2 separate regions of the Danio rerio genome follow, and region 1 is linked to region 2. Evidence: chromatin contacts called from public Hi-C data. All regions are on one chromosome and are shown on one strand. Each heading gives the region's core, a stretch centred on a gene start, on an enhancer-like site or on the middle of the called end of the contact. The rest is flanking DNA. Distances are from core to core; before and after follow the strand shown. Region 1 holds the start of hoxd10a (homeobox D10a). Region 2 holds the start of agps (alkylglycerone phosphate synthase).

Evidence for each region. Hi-C and Micro-C count contacts between places; a contact is called where the count stands out from the background.
Region 1: a Hi-C map of an unstated tissue shows a contact between it and region 2, with 3 times the contacts expected there. The contact joins the promoter of hoxd10a here to the promoter of agps in region 2. A contact is called at or near these places in 2 of 18 Hi-C or Micro-C datasets (caudal fin and an unstated tissue) and 1 of 4 datasets of contacts at active chromatin or transcription factors (embryo).

Annotation. Positions count from the first base shown.
Region 1 is chr9:1,966,320-1,969,019 of GRCz12tu, reverse strand. It overlaps hoxd10a (homeobox D10a), which reads left to right and starts at 1,439. Exons shown (of 2, transcript NM_131166.2): 1 at 1,439-2,276. The coding sequence starts at 1,553.
Region 2 is chr9:1,630,312-1,633,011 of GRCz12tu, reverse strand. agps (alkylglycerone phosphate synthase) reads left to right here and starts at 1,358. Exons shown (of 20, transcript NM_200113.1): 1 at 1,358-1,611. The coding sequence starts at 1,439.

The DNA.
Region 1 (2,700 bases), core at 190-2,689, 340 kb before region 2:
ATCACTATTCTCTTTAATATGAAAAATGTGGTCTTACATGAGTGTTAATGTCTGCTTTTTTAGACGTCGGTCCTATTCAGTTATTGTGCAATTTTATTTACTTACTGTATTTATTTAGTTTTTCTAAATTTATTTACATTACTGTTAGAAAAACTAATGATTTAGCGCGCATATGCGTTCGTCTTTTGTCTATATTAATCTATGCGTCATTGTGTATTTGCCTAAAATCACGATAAGATCTCCATATAAACGCATTCCTTGCACTGTAAACCTAATTTAATATCTTAGTATTTTATGTTGAAAATACAATGTTACTAGTTTATAACATTAGATTATACATCTGTAACAATTAATCTAATTCAACTGCATTTATAAATCAATGTGCATTTTCAATGAATCCAATATTTAAATCAAGATTATTTGGTAGCATTTGTAAAATGCTGCTAATGCATTTGCATATCAAAGTGAGCAAATATTAGTATACATGTTTCTGGCTTTTATTTTTTTTAAACGGCAACAATGTGTTACTGCTTAAGATGTGCGTACTTTTAAAGTCTGCAACCTGTAAATGCTCTAATTTTTAATAAGACAAAATTATTTTGAAAATGAATGCTCATTTTTAAAATATGAAACAGCAAATTTAGCATCACACAACATTCAGTTAATTTTAACATTTGAATTGGATTGTAGTTTTTGCTATTTAAGAAACTAACACCGCATTATTATAATGTACTGGGAACATGATACAATTTACTAACCCGCTAACAATTATAATTAAAGAAGTACACGCTTTAATCCCTTGGTTTTAATTTAGAAAACAAAAGCAAACAACAAACAAGTTATTACATGAATTATTACAAAGAATTACATTCGCTTCGTGTCTGGAAAAAAAAATGTGTAACTAGAGAACAAGCAACATTATTTGTGTCGATTAACACGTAGTTATAAAAGCCAAGGAAGAAAGGCTGAATAACAGTTGTGCTTTTCACCCTCAATCCAGATTGCGACAGCGGTGTTTAGGCCGACGCCCGCAGGCTCATTTCATTCTGCATTGTCCTCTGCATTTTGCCTAAAGAAACAGTGAACTATGAGAAAATTATTCTGCAGTACGCTCATGCGTTTCCTATCTTGACCTTGAATTTTAATTCGAAAGAGACCTTGATAGCTTCAAACGCCGTGATTTGTTTTCCTTGTTCGTACTCTTTGTTCACCATGCAGCCGGCCAATATATGAGTCCAGTTCTTTTGTCTTAATTGTGTCCTGAAAATGGATTTAGCAACGCTATTTCGACCGTCTTGAAATCAATTTCAAGTCCTTGTTCTAGGTGTCGCTGTTGACCACGTCTGAAACTTCAAATCATGTGTCAATCCGCCCACGTGACGGGGAAGAGCCTGCGTCTCAAGGCCATTTTCAAATTTCATTGGTGAGAGTGTCATGTGGTTGCAGAGAGACTCGCTGGGTTATACAGGGATTGTTTTGCTAGATATGTCAGCTTACAGAGGACACTTCTCTGCTTCTTAAAACAAAAAAAGAAAACAAAAAAAAATCCAAAATGTCCTTTCCCAACAGCTCTCCTGCAGCAAACACTTTTTTGGTAGATTCCTTGATTGGGGCGTGCAGAACAGATTTTTATTCCAGCAGTAACATGTACATGCCAGCAGCCACTGCAGAAATGGGAACCTATGGAATGCAAACCTGTGGACTCCTGCCGGCTCTTGGCAAACGGGGGGAAGTAAACCACCAAAACATGGACATGACCGTCCACTCGTACATACCTCAAACTGATACCTGGGCAGATCCGAGCAGGTCCTGCCGATTAGAGCAACCGCTCAACCAGATGTCCACCTGCACATTTTCACAAAGCATAAAAGAAGAGACTAACTGTTGTATGTACTCCGACAAGAGAGCAAAGGTCAGTTCGTCTGAGATACCCGCGTACTCCAGCCTGATTCCCGAATCATGTTCTGTTGATAGTCCTGAGATTCCGGTCCCTGGCTATTTTAGACTGAGCCAAACTTACGCGACGGCGAAAAACCCGGACTATGACAACGAGACGATGAGCCCAAACACCACGTTAATGCAGCTGAACAGGGCGACTCCAAAGGCACAGTCAACGCCCTTTGTCGAGGTGGAAAAAAAGCTTGCGCACGATCGGGACACAAGGAGCTCTTCCCCGGCGCAGAGTCCAGAGCCCAAAGTCAGCACGCTGGAGGAGAAGAATTGCTCAACTGAGGCGTCTGTTTCCAGCCCCGAATTGCCACACAGAGAAGGCAAAGGTGGGTACAATAAACGGATTAATCGCGTCTTGGTGTAATGCGAACGCTCTAGCATCATAAAACCCAATATAAAACACAAACAACCCGAAAGTCGTAATGTTTAATGGGAGTCTTACTCAGGTTGCAGTAAAAGCCTTAACAGGAAACGGCGCTGCGAGGGCGCGTTAACATCAAATACCTTTTGTTGCAAGTGACTTGACATTCTTCCTTGGCCAATATAAGCACAGCCTCGGTGGAAAGTATTTGTGACTTCGTCCATTCAGCACGGAAATTAACGTTCTGTTTAATATATAGTAATCATCAGTTGCCATTCATTTGATACCGAGGTAAAGCTCGGGTTGTGGACGAGCAGAATATAAATATGAAAACCTCATACCTATAAAGTGAATTGATTATAACCTGGTTTTACTGGATAGTTTGGGAT
Region 2 (2,700 bases), core at 109-2,608:
ATGTGACTGATTAATTAACACATAAACAGTGAAACTGCTCACTTAAAGGGCCAGTTCACACATTCAGGTGAAAAACATTTAATCCACAAATGTCTGATTACGCAAAGAGCATGTTTTAGGTAATCAAGCAACTCACTTTACCTCAGTATTAATGTGTTTTTAAAATGATAATTCAGTTCATGATTTGTTATGACAGAGTGCCAAGTAAAAGTTGTGAACTCCTTGCAGAATCTGTGAAAATGTGAATAATTATAACAAAATGCATGATTTTATTTATTTAGTACTGACCTGGGTATATGCATAATATAGAATATTATTAAATATAGTTCCCAAAATACAAACATAGCTGACATGATTCAGATAACACTGTGCAAAAGCGATGACACTTTTCTTTGGTTTGTGATGTTTTTATGAGTCTGTTGTTTGTTATGAACAGCTAAACTCCAGAAGAGTCATCAATGTCCTGTAGATTCATATATACATCAAACTGTAAACATCTTTTACGTGAATTATCTTACAGTACTAAATAAATAAATTAAAATTAATGTGTTGAAAATTATTAGCATGCATTTGGTATGAACTCTCTCTTGTTTTGTTAAAATGATTCAAAATGCATTAAGAACAGGGGGTGAAAACTTTTACACGGATAGATGATGGGTGTATGCATGGATGGATGGATGGGCGGGTCGGTGGGTGGGTGGATGGAGCTAGGCAAATAGACAGACAGACAGATGGGTGGATGGATAGGTGGATGGATGGATGGCGCAAGGCAGAGAGACAGATAGACAGATAGATAGATAGATAGATAGATAGATAGATAGATAGATAGATAGATAGATAGATAGATAGATAGATAGATAGATAGATAGATAGATGGATGGATGGATGGATGGATGGATGGATGGATGGATGGATGGATGGATGGATGGATGGATGGATGGATGGAGCAAGGCAGAGAGACAGACAGATAGATAGATAGATAGATAGATAGATAGATAGATAGATAGATAGATAGATAGATAGATAGATAGATGATAGATAGATAGATAGATAGATAGATAGATAGATAGATAGATAGATAGATAGATGAACCTATGACATACAGATAGATCGGAGAATCTATCGGATATGAAAATACAGTACAGTACAGGCAGCTCGACGAAGACAATAATAACAGGGAAACAAAGTATTAGCCCGTTTGCAAACATTGCTCTAATGTCATACTTGAGATGTAAATATATTTTCAGATTTGTGCCAGATTTTGTAGTCTTTCCTCCTCTTCCCTCTTCCAGCCAGTGAGCAGAGAGATGTATCAGAGCGGGCGGGTCTGGAGCTGGAGGCGGGGTGCGCTGCGGTGCATGCCGGGACGCGGTTGCTCATCTCCGCCTTCAGCCTCCATCAGCCGCCGCTGACCTCTGACAGCAAACACGGAAGCAGCATGGCGTCCAACGGCAGCAGCAGCAGCAGCAGATCACAGCACAGGCTGAGGATCATCGCCGGACACTTGCAGAAGCGCACAGAAGATCAACACACCAGTCTCTCCGCGCAAAACTGCAGAGCCGAGTCTCCCGGATCCAGCCCGAGCCGCCAGACACCGGTGCCCAGGAGGAGGTGCGTGTGTGCGGGGCTCAGTCCCCGGTGCCGCTCGCCTTAAAAACATGCATTATACACACAAACAAACAGCGCGTTTTATTGGAGTAAAGCGGTTACACTGTATCTCTGTGTGTGAGAGAGTGTGTATGTGTGAGTGTGTGTGTGTTTGAGGTCCAAACAAAGTGTTCATTCATCCTGGAGGAGGGCGCGGTGTCTGTGCACTGATGGACACTCATTTCTGGACATATTTCACAATTCCGATATATCGCGATAATAAACACACAATATCGTGAAAGTCCATAAGTTGTTGTTTATATAGAGTAAATAACTTGAAAACTCTGATAATATAGGCTATGCTGATATATTTCAATGCTATCGCATGCCAGTTCCTCACTTTTTTATTTAGTGGCTAATTTTACGATTAGCTAATTCACCACTGGCAATGCTTCCATTCAAAAATGCTAATTAAATTAATGCGCAAATCAGGAATATCGCATAAAACATGTGCAAATAAAGCAGCGTTTTCAAAGTCAAAGACAACAAAATCATCACTTTCTGATTAACTTGCGGCAAATATCAACAGTAAAAATAAAAATTTACTGCAGTAGGATGAGCTGTGTCAATCTTTTCGTTATTTAATAAATTACTTACGCCTCAGAACACAATGCTGACACTTGTATTTATTCTTCTGCGTGCTGTTTGTGTTGCTGTAACACTTCTGAAACACTAGCTAGCAGCAGGTTTGTGTTTCTTGGCGGGTGTTTTGTTTATTCTGAATGCTACTAGTAGCTAAAACTCGCTCATTCAGAGGCGGAAACTAGCAGACGTGCAACAGCTTTAATCATAAGCTAAACACTAAACAAAAGTTTCCATCTGGGGCCTGTTTCAGTAAGGAGGTTCAATCACCTCAGAGTTTAAACTTGAACCCATTTCTGTAAGGAGGTTAAGTGACAACTCTGAGTATTTTAACCCTGAAATGAGAGAAACTATAGGTTTTCCATTTCAAAATGGAAGAAAGCAGGGTAAGTCAAGCCTGTTTCTGAAAGAGAGGTAACTTTAATGCCTGGTTTATAATTCTGCGTCAAGTGACCGGCGTAACCCACAGCG